Regions from separate parts of the Sus scrofa genome. Here region 1 is linked to region 2. A link is a contact called in public Hi-C data. All regions are on one chromosome and are shown on one strand. Each heading gives the region's core, a stretch centred on a gene start, on an enhancer-like site or on the middle of the called end of the contact. The rest is flanking DNA. Distances are from core to core; before and after follow the strand shown. Region 1 overlaps GXYLT1 (glucoside xylosyltransferase 1). Region 2 overlaps PRICKLE1 (prickle-like protein 1).

Region 1 (5,862 bases), core at 848-3,347, 400 kb before region 2:
TAAATAACATGAGGTACCAATTCTCTTATGGTGGTACTGGAGAATATCCCTGTTCTTAGGTGATATACGCTGGATATTTAGGTGTGCCACAAGCGCTGTCTCCCAAATGGTTCAGCAAAAAAAAAAAAAAAAAAAAAAGGTGAAAAATGTTAATTAGTAAATACCTATGAAGGGTATGTGGTGTGCTCAGTACACCAGTCTTATGACCATGGTAAAAAGTTGACGGGAATCCAGAAAAAAAAAGTTAACATTTTTAACTTTTAATGAAAATTTAATATAAGCACTATAAACAGACTTATAAGCCTTAAGGATAGACATATTTTAAATAAGATTTCTGCTACAAAGGAATCATAATAATTTTTCTTTTTAAATTTAGACAACAAAAGCTTCCAGTGTATTTTTCTAGACTGTTATTAAACTAGTGTTCTCTCTATAAAAGCAAACAATGCATAGTAATATTCAGACCAGGAATTAGCATTATAATGAAGTATATAAACTCAAAGTAAACAAATTAAGTTTCTAGTAGCGATCTCCCCAAACTAGAAAATAACTGTCAAGAACCTATCTTTAAAAACTTGCAATTGAAAAAATTAGAAAACTATATTCAGATAGGGGTTTTTTTTTCTTTTTTTTCTTTTATTTGGTCTTTTGTCTTTTTAAGGCCACATCTGCAGCATACAGAGGTTCCCAGGCTAGGGGTCTAATCGGAGCTGAAGCTGCCAGCCTACGCCACAGCAACACCGGATCCAAGCCTCATTTGCGACCTACCCCATAGCTCACAGCAACACCGGATCCTTAACCCACTGAGCAAGGCCAGGGATCAAACCTGCAACCTCATGGTTCCTAGTCGGATTCGTTTCCACTGTGCCACAATGGGAACTCCCAGATAGTTTTGATAATTTCCTTAGTGTGGTTTAAAGAAAAAATCTTCCTCTTACTACAAAAAAGGAGTTGTGCTGAATTATCACACTAGGTAAAACTAAAGGTTGTGTCTAAATCATTTTTAAAGCCAATATAATACTTAAACTACAAGGTTTTATGCAAAGCATTTAAAAAAAAAAATCTAAAAATTCATGGAAGTTCCCGTTGTGGCTCAGCAGTAACAAGACTGACTAGGATCCATGAGGATGCAGGTTCACTCCCTGGCCTCACTCAATGGGTTAGGGATTTGGCATTGTGTGAGCTGTGATGTAGGTCACAGATGCAGCTTGGATCTAGTGTGGCTGTGGCTGTGGTGCAGGCCAGCAGCTGCAGCTCCAATTCAACACCTAGCCTGGGAACTTCCATATCCTGCAGGTTCGGCCCTAAAAAGCAAAAAATAAGAAAATTAAAAAAAAAAAAAAAGCTCAGGTCATATAACATTAAGAGATTACTTAATGAAAAGATTACTTTAAAATGAAACAAATTAGGAAAATATCATGGCAAAAGTAGAATGTTTTACTCTGAATTCATAAAACAAGTATTAAAAACTCGATACATGTCAATACAGAAAATACAAAAATTTTAAAAATTAAATGCAGAAATATGTTCAACAAATCATCAATGATTAAACCAATAATAAGCTATCATTTTACTCCAATAAGTGGTAAAATTATAACTTCCAATGATGAATGCTAAGGTTATGGTGACACCAGACTCTCAAAGGATGCTGGTGCAGGCTTAAATCCGTATAATTTTTGGAACACAAGTGATATTCATTCTTCTTAATGAATATTTGAACTCCTTTCATATGCTAGGCACTGTGGGTCAGCAAGAAAGCCACAATCCTGACCTCACACAATTTATAGCTTGTTGTGAAAAAACAGATTTTCAAAAGACTTAATCAGAAAGCACAGTAATTGCTTAAATAGAAAACAATGGAGACTGCTAAGTGGACTCACGACACTAACCTAGTCTGGAAGTGCTGGGGGAAAATTATTAGTCACTACTGGTTGCCAAGCACCCTGCTAAATGATGGGGCTTAAGTCATGAATACCATGCGGTGTCCATCTGCACAGTCGACACCCCAGAAGTGGGTAACAAGTCTCCACCACAACAGATGTGGCGCACACAGAACTGAGAGGAGGCAGAGAAGGGAGGGGCCGGGGCAGGGAAGGGAGATCACGGTAGCTGGATGAGTCACGGGACAGAAAGGAGCCGGGCAGGAAGAGTCACTGCAGACGGATGGGGGGAAAAGTCCGTCTGGAACCAAGACACAAAGTACAGACCAGGGGAGGTGGGACGAGCCAAGCCAGGGCAGCAAGGGAGGCATCAGCACCGTGCAGCTGGAAAGACAGGGGGGGAGCTCAGCAAAGAGCCCTGGACTGAAGGTACCAGTTAAAGGGGTGATCCTGTGACCACCCAGAAGTGGGGAGGGCACAGAGCAGAGTCCTCGGGACATCCAGATTTCGGGGAGCAGAGAGGCGCCTCTAGGCAGAGGGAACAAACCTGAGACTGGTCTCACGAGCCACAGACTAACAAGAGTTGAAAGAAAGAAAGAGGAAGTGGTAACAGGAGAGGGAGATTAGGCCTCAAAGAACAAGCCCAAGGTCAGAGGTGACTTCAAAGAGAGCACGGTTTTTAATCAGGTGGGGGGTGCTGCTCACAGCAGCAGGCTGAGGCGTGGTTTGCTGTTGTGTTGTTATTGTTTGTTTTCTAAGCAAGTAAAGCCAGTGGACATGCTTATAAAATGTTTGCTGGTCAAGAGAAAGAATAAACAAAGGATGCTTGAAGGGAAAGGGCTAAAAGGAAGCTGTTGTGGGGACTCCGTGTTTGGTTGTGTTTCAAAGACAGAAGGGGCAGAAGGCATGTGAGCAACATGACACAGCTGGGAAGAGGTCAGGCAGGGAGGCAACACCATTCAGATAAAAATGACCAAAAGCACGTGTGAGCACAGGAACGGTGAAAACACTTGTGGTGGGTGTCGAGGCAATTTGGGCATTTTAAAAAAACGTTGTTTTGTGGCCACTGCATAAATTAATTGGGAGGGAATAATCCCCTAGAGAAGTTTGATCAACATAAAATTATATAAAGAATTCAGGAGTTCCTTTGTGGTACAGAGGGTTGAGGATCCTGCAGTGGCACAGGTTCAATCCCCGGCCCGGCACATGTCGTGGGCACAGGCAAAAGAAAAAAGTAAGAATTCAAACTGAGAACACTGGGACAAATTTAGAGAGAAGAAAGCGGTGCCAGCTAAGGGCCCACTGGAGCCAGGCAAAATGGGAGACCTGAGGTGGCAGCAGAGGGGGTTTCAAAGACGCTTTCCTGGGAGGGCAGAGTGGCTCTTAGAGTCAGGCAAAAATGAAGGGTTATTTAAATGCTGAAATGAAGGGCGAGAATTACATGGCAACTCTATGGAACTGTGGCTTGTCTGCATGTTTGAATAGAATGAATAAATAAGGGATCCCAAGTTCAAAGTAAGAAGTGTTGGGCTGCAGCACACAGGCCTCCAAAGCCTGTACCTGTCCAGTTCAAGATGGAAGAAAGAGCTCGGAGCCAGTGACAGAGACGTCAAAGGTTTAATGGATGGGGGAGCTCACATGTCAGAAGCAAGGTCCTGGAATGACCCCCATCATGTGGGGCAGACATGGCAGCAGTGTTCCCATGAAAGGGAGGAGTACCCGTTATAGCGGGAATTGACCTCAGGTTGGCTTATCAGTTACCAGGGCAACTAGCAGAGCTGCATGTCCCTCACTGTCCCTTTGATAAGCTATCATGCAGAGGGATCAAACCCAGGCCACTGCAGTGACAATGCCAGATCCTTAACCTGCTGCACAACAAGGGAAGTCCCCAGAGGGGTGTCCCGATGTAAAGGTTGAAACGATCACTAGTTGGAGCAGGGACAAGTCTGTAGGAAGGTCAGTCTTGTGAGCAGGGGGAAGTGAAGCAGGCACAGGTGGAGGAGAGGACATACAGAGAGCAAGAGAACAGCATCCTCGGTGGCCTGACCATACACTAAGTTTAAGATTTTACATAATGAAAACGAGACAGGTTGGAGGGTGGGGGGATACGCTGGAGGTTTGGGATGTAAATGCTATAAAACTGGGTAGTGATGATCGCTGTACAATTATAAATACAATAAAATTCGTTGAGTAATTTAAAAAAATAATAAATGGCCAAAAAAGATTTTACATAATGATATGATACACATAACAAAATGGTTACAGATTTATAACTATGGATGTAATATTACAAGCATAAAGTACAACTTTTAAAGTCTCAAATTTAGGAGCTTAACAAGCAAAAGTCTTTACAATATCATGTATCCCTCTGCATGTAATTCCTTCCAGGGAACACTTGGAAGCATTTAGGAAAATAATGTGTTGGAGAGGCCCAAACAAAAGGAACAGTAGGCAGAGGCTCCGAGATTGAGACCAGGTCAGCCCCTCTGGGGTCCTCTTGCAGCAGAGGATGGAGAGAGATTATTATTCATGCTATAACTTATAAAAGGGCCTGGGTTGTATAAATCAGAGCACACATAGGAGCTTTCAAGCTCGCCCAGCTTCCAGAGTGAGTAGATTTATTTCACAATCCAGAGGCAGCAAATGGTGCTTGCCAATACTCTATTTATTAGCAAACTCTTAAAAGAATGAAAAATATGGATCTCCGATTTTCCAAAATTTATGAACAAGCTGAATGGTAAGATTATCTTTAAAAATTAGTTTTTAGGAGTTCCCACTGTGGCTTAGCAGGTTATGAATCCAACTAGTATCCATGAGGATGAGGATTCAATCCCTGGCCTCGCTCAGTGGATTAAGACTCAACTGTTGCCATAAACTGCGTATTAGGTAGCAGATGCGGATTGGATCCCAACACAGCTGTGGCTGTGGTGTAGGCCAGCAGCTGCAGCTCCAATTCAAACCCTATTCTGGGAACCTCCATATGTCAAAGGTGCAGCCCTTAAAAAAAAAAAAAAAAAAAAATAGTTTTTTAAAAGTGTAAATAATCTAACTTGAACTGACCTATATGAGAATCATCTGATCTTTTCCACAGCAATAAATACAATTAAAATACCTGATTCCAATGAAGTCTTCCCAGTTGTTCATAGAATGCATAATGCATTAGTAACACAAGAACGTAAAAATATATACTACAAGTATTTATTAAGAATGCAGTTCCTCCCACCTAGAATACATCACCTCCTGTCCTTGAGCCTGGCTAATTTCCTATTCATCACGTAGTCACTCCCTCCAAAAAGCCTTCCCTGATGCCCCAAGATGAACCCACCTGACAAGCACCTATTTCTCCCATCATCACAGCTATACACTGTCACCCTTCATTGTAATCTCAGATTTACTACTGTGAAGCTCCCATCAGAATGTAAGCTCCAGAAGGATGGAGCCATGCTAATCAGACTCAGTCTGATTTTTAGCACCTAGCACTGTGCCTGCCAAATGGAATGAGTAGAATCAAAAGTTAAGTGAATCATTAAAAAACACTAGAATGAGATGACTCTCAAAGAAATGTTATTCTTGGGAAGGGAATTTCAGGCTATTGCCTCCCTCTCCCCTGACACTATCTCAGGAGGCCGATGTCCCATTCTGTGGACATCTGTGTCCTTCCTTGAAGCTTAGAGCAGGAAGGGGCCTGAGTCAGCTAATCCAATGCCTTAATTATCCAGAGACGTGAACAAAGATGCTCTATTCATAAACTGAAAAAAAAAAAAGCTCAATAAATGATGTCATACCATTTGCTCCTCCATTAAACATTTATCTTTATCTTCCCACTCCCCAGTATTCAACCTCTCTGCTAATAAGCAGTATAATCCTTCCCCAGTTGTGTCCACCTTCAGTACACCCGCTTTAAATTAGGTTAAATGCTGTATGTCCGTCAACATCACTGGAAGGTCATCTTTATCATCTATTTATCATTTTATCACCTGTT
Region 2 (5,619 bases), core at 1,122-3,621:
TATGTAACAGTAACCATGGAAAGTCATCTCTAAGAATGGGCAAGATATATTGCTAATTCAAAATCACTGTGGGGAATCTGTCAGCCATTGAAAGGCTGCTGCAAGACAAACAGGTGAAAACGTAATGTCTCACCTTCTACTTTCAAATCAATCCAAAGACAAAGATATCTTATCTCATTTACTGTATTAGAAAATTAAAATATATGTGCTAACATGGTACGATTACAAAGGGAAAGATTAGGAGGGGAAGGAACCTCACTAGAGATTGTGTAAAAGAGTAAAATGCCATTTGAAGATGTAAAAGACATCGATAGCAGACTCAAAGCACATTATAAACACAATAGAGCTAAAGACAATTGAGAAAAGTTGCTAATGTACTTGAAATATCCTTGAAATTAGCTTAAGTGAACTCTGAAATAAAGCACCACTGGAAGATACCTTAAATAAATGAAAGTATCACTTATACCTGGAATCTAATATAGGGCACAAATGAACCTTTCCACAGAAAAGAAAATCAAGGATTTGGAGAATAGACTTGTGGTTGCCAAGGGGGAGGGAGAGGGAGTGGGGTGGATGGGGAGCTTGGGGTTAATAGATACAAACTATTGCCTTTGGAATGGATGAGCCAGGAGATCCTGCTCTGTAGCACTGGGAACTATGTGTAGTCACTTATGATGGAGCCTGATAATGTGAGAAAATAGAATGTGTACATTTATGTGTTACTGGGTCACCATGCTGTACAGTAGAAAAAAAAAATCGTATTGGGTAAATAATTAAAAAAATTTTTTTTAAAATTAAAAAAAAAAAATGAAAGGAGTTCCCGTTGTGGCACAGCAGAAGAGAATCCAACTAGGAACCATAAGGTTGCGGTTCGATCCCTGGCCTCGCTCAGTTCGTTAAGGATCCGGCGTTGCTGTGAGCTGTGTAGGTTGCAGACGCAGCTCAGATCTGACGTTGCTATGGCTGTGGTGTAGGCGAGCAGCTGTAGCTCCCATTAGACCCCTAGCCTGGGAACCTCCATATGCTGTGGGTTTGGCCCTAAAAAGACAAAAAAAAAAAAAAAAAAAAAAATTAAAGAGAAAAAATGAGAACTAGCAAGAAAGAGGTGAGAAATGAATAAAGGAATGAATATATGCAAGAAAAACCAAAGGTACAAGGATTCACTAGCAAACAGATGAGAAAGAACCAAAGCAGGCCAATACCTGCAGAAAAAATTGAAATATCAATTCACAATGTGGAGAACAGTCTTCCTGGAGAAAGACTGGCTTCAGCACTCTAAAGCACAATTGGAAAAGAGAAAAAAATCAATGATATAAAGGCGGAAGAAACTTTGCCGCTAAGACAGTAGATGGAGGTCACTGGCCAGAAACACTAGACCACCAACAAAGACAGAGCTGGCATTCAAATTTCAGCAGGTTTAATTATAATTAGAAAATTATGATCAGGCCCATTTCACAGCTCTGGAAAATAAAGAGCTAAATTACTGCCATAAAGAGAAACTTGTCTGTGGCAAGCCAAGTTCAAGAGGGCTGAGTAAGAATCCTGGCTACTTTCTTCTCAAACTACATAAATATTGAAGTTTTTAAAAGCCCAATAATTTTTTTTTTTTGCATTTCTTTGCAAGGCTTAATTATAGACAAGCAAATATCCTGATCAATTGTTTGATAACTGAATAGAATAGTCGGGAGAACATATAATTAATCTACCAGGCAAACCAGAACAATTTTTGAGTTCAATTAATAACAATGTTGGGACAATAAACATCAAGCAGGATGTAGAGTCACCCTAAATATCACGCAATTCTGAAGTGAAATAACATCAAGAAAACTGAACTCATCACCCTACCCTCCTCCCACTACAAAAAATGTTCCTTTCCAAAACACTAGTGAAATCTTTCAAGAGGTCCTATCTGAAAATGTAAGAGTACTAACATTTCCCAAACTTGACTGAAGGAGTCAAAGAAATATTCTTGGAAGATTCCTTGTTAAAAGGATTTAATTTGGGGGGTCCGTTTCAGAATCATTTGGATTCCAAAGTCTTAGTGGAATGTAAACAAAAGCAAAAGGATACATTTACCATAGTGTATCCAGATGTAGAGCTCAGTGTCACTGGTAATAAAGAACAATAATTCAATTACTGCAAAAAGGATGAGCTTGCATTTCATTTGAATTTATTTAAATACATTTTATTTGGGGTAAGAACCCTAGCCCGAGCAAGCTGAAAGTAAACAAAGAATCCTAAAAGGAGTTAACATGGATACCACATGTTTGAAACTATCATTCCTAAATGTCTGAGTCAGTTCGGTCAAGGTCAAATACCAACATTAATACCTTAATTGGGGTCCCCAGATTCCCGGACATCTAGGTTGCCAGTGGATATTACCAGCCTCCGGGGAACAGCGGCTCTCTATACTGAGCAGCATTCAAGCAGCAGGACTGTGCTGTAGGCGATGCCTGAAGTGAGGGGCCATCAGCTCTGAAAGTTTTAAAACAGGGGGTTCTTCTAAACTCCTACGAGCCTGGCAAGTTGGAGAGAGGGGCCAGAGCAGTAGGGAGAAGGAAACCAGTGAGTGGTGTCACTTTAAGAGCCAAGAGGCTTCAGGAAGTACCCCTATCTAGAAGGGGTGTGTTCTGGGGAGCGGGAGAGTGGGAGCAGGGGCGTGGGAAACAACTGTCTTACTTCAACCCCCTCCACCCCGCCCCCACCCCACAACCCCCATCTCCAAGGTGGTGCTTTTCCAGAGGCTATAAAGATTCTGATGGGAGTTCCTGCTGTGGCAAAGTGGGTTAAGAATCTGCCTGCAGTGGCTTGGGTTGCTGCGGAGGCACAGGTTTGATTCCTCAGTCTGGTACAGTGGGTTTAAGGATTCAGTGTTGCTGCAGCTATACTGCAGGTCCCAGTTGCAGCTCAGATTCAATCCCTGGCCCAGGAACTTCCACGTGCCTGGCCATAAAATTTAAAAAACAAACAAACAAAACAAACAAACAAACAAAAAAACCCACTGATGAACTGCCATTAAAGAAAGTGCATGGAAAGCATGGAATAGGGGATGGAATATTCAGGGGGTGGGGTGGGGGGGACACAGAGGAAGAGGTAAACAAAAAGGAAGTTCTCTATGGGTTCACCCTCCCCAATTACCAAAGCAGCACCTCCTCTTTAATGGAGCAGCCTGGCCAATCCTGCAGTTTCATCCATGTGTTCTGTGTATTTGTTTGCATCTGTTTTTTTTACTAGCTGCTCTTCACCCAGAGCCAGTTTCCTGAGCTTCCTTTTTTCTTTTGAAACCAGGGCTGACCTCATGATCCTGGAGGCTGGTAAGGGGAGGGTCTGGAGAAGAACCGAACTAAAAGTAGCTGATGGAAGACGAACAGCTTTCCTCCAAGTCTCTGGTTTGTTTTCGTTTTCTTTTTATGGCCGCACCTGCAGCATATGGAAGTTCTCAGGCTAGGGGTCAAATCAGAGCTGCAGTTGCCAGCCTACGCCACAGCCTTAGCAACACCGCATCTGAGCCACATCTGTGAACTGCACCCCAGCCTGTGGCCAGGTCCTTAACCGACTGAGCGAGGCCAGGGATTGAACCTGCATCCTCGCTATGTCTATGTCCCTAACCCGCTGAACCACAAGGGGAACTCCAAGTCTCCGGCTTTGAGATCTGAGCCTGGGGCTTCTATACTCACATACAATGGGGGTGAGGGGAGGGAGGAAAATGAGGTTCTACCCTGGGAAGAGACAACCTAAGCCAGATATGGGGGTTCTCTGTCTACCTGTTCTGCCAGATGGTTAAACACAAAGGAGAGACTTGAGGGAGATGCTTGTCAGGTTGGGCTCAAGCACCAGACCATGGAGGGTTCGTGGGAAGAGCACAAGCTGATGGAAGAAGTGGCACAAATTTTCATTTAGGAAAGATCACTCTGCAGTGTGAATGGAGCAGGACTGGAGGCCAGAAGCCTGGACAATGGATGAGTGAACAAAGATGAAAGATTGAGCCTTGGAGAGAAGAGGAGGGCTGGTCCCAGAACCATCTAGGAGGTAAACTAGATGGGACAAGTGGTTGAAGGCATGAGAAAATGGGTCAAGGACAACATCCAGGTTTCTAACTTGGGTAAACAGGAGGTTTCCAAAGCTACTAACTTAGAAGGACATCTATAGATGGTGGGGAAGTTTGAGGATGGCCAATGGTGAGCAGAGCGGCTGGCCCAGGAGGTGACAGTGGTGTCTTGGTTTGAAAACTCCACGTATCCATCTCAAGCAAACTGGGGCAGAGTGTACTGGACTCATGTAAGCAGACCTGGTTTCTGGTCTGGTGGTAACATTTCATAGCTGTGTGACCCAGGGTATGCCCTCAACCATTTGGAACCTGATTTTTCACCTATCAAATGAGATTAACAGACTTACAATTTGTTACTAGGATTAAATGAGACTGTGTGTAAAAGCATTTTCAACTCTAAAGCTTTAATTTAAGAATTCCTCCCCCCTGGCCCCCATGCCCAGATGCATTTGGTACTTTTTTCAGCCTGGCACCAGAGATACAGATGAGGACAGAGATCTCAAAGGGGCTGATAGAGTCATCACCATCTGATGTCTCAAAACTTGGCTTTCCACTTGAGAAACATGTATTGACGCGTGAAGAAAAAAATTTTGAGCCCCCAGTTATTCACTTATTCTAACAATAGAAACACAAGTAATGGACAACTGTATTCTTAAGGGCCTCAAAGTTCAGGGTGCAGAAGATCAAATATAAACAGACGAATTATAATATGTGTTCAGTGCTGGATGAATGGGATGAATTTGCACGCCACCTTTGCCGAAGGGTTATTAGCTGATCCCCTTACTATTCTAGTTTCTGTACATAAGGGGGCAAAAGATTTTTTTCACTATTTAAAATAATTATTTGCAATGAACTAACTGGCTCTGTGAGGGAATCAACAAGACGAAATGTCCAGCAGACGTGGACCATACCGAAGCCCTTCTCTGAAGCTTGTTACATTGGGTATGTAGAAGTCATCGATCCGAATGATCTGTTGTGAACTAAGAAGGCTCTTGGAGTTCTCATCCTGGCTCAGCGGTTAACGAACCCGACTAGTATCCATGAGGATGCGGGTACCATCCCTGGTCTTGCTCAGTGAACTGTGGTGTGGGTTGCAGATGTGGCTCGGATCCCCAGTTGCTGTGGCTGTGGTGTAGGCCGGCAGCTGTAGCTTTGATTGGACCCCTAGCCCGGGAACCTCCATATGCCATGGGTGCAACCCTGAAAAGCAAAAAAAAAAAGCTCTTGATAGACAGTCAATTGATGAACAAGTGTGTATGGAAAATACGTTTTGTGCCAAACATCCTACCAAGCACAGGACAGACTCTTTAATGATCTGTAATGTCTCGCCAACGTCTACACTGACCCCTTTTGAAGGGAATGGCATTCTGTGAGCTTTCACTATAGAAAGCTATTGGGGGACAGTCTAGTATAGAAATTTTTAGTCTTGCCAGACAATTTCTGGGGTATTTCCCAGAAGGAGTTAAACATCTGGTGTGTTTTTGTTAATTAAAAAATACTTTAATTATTCTTTTTTAATCACACTTTTCTCCACCTCATAATAGAACATTAATTCCCCATGAAATCACTGT

What was found. A called contact is a pair of places that touch in the nucleus more often than the background predicts.
Region 1: a Hi-C map of embryonic fibroblasts shows a contact between it and region 2, with 2.6 times the contacts expected there. The contact joins two enhancer-like sites. A contact is called at or near these places in 6 of 47 Hi-C or Micro-C datasets (embryonic fibroblasts, heart right ventricle, mesenteric adipose tissue and 3 more).

Annotation. Positions count from the first base shown.
Region 1 is chr5:73,392,979-73,398,840 of Sscrofa11.1, forward strand. All of the region lies in intron 2 of GXYLT1 (glucoside xylosyltransferase 1), which reads right to left. Among named protein-coding and RNA genes, the nearest start is that of GXYLT1, 12 kb to the right of the region's middle. Within about 2 kb of position 2,098, at least 37 of the 83 cell types and tissues checked have an H3K27ac peak or open chromatin away from gene starts, as enhancers often do. A contact at or near this core is called in embryonic fibroblasts and omental adipose tissue, where this site is marked.
Region 2 is chr5:73,796,865-73,802,483 of Sscrofa11.1, forward strand. The region is part of intron 1 of PRICKLE1 (prickle-like protein 1); the gene reads right to left. Among named protein-coding and RNA genes, the nearest start is that of PRICKLE1, 27 kb to the right of the region's middle. Within about 2 kb of position 2,372, at least 6 of the 83 cell types and tissues checked have an H3K27ac peak or open chromatin away from gene starts, as enhancers often do. A contact at or near this core is called in embryonic fibroblasts and omental adipose tissue, where this site is marked.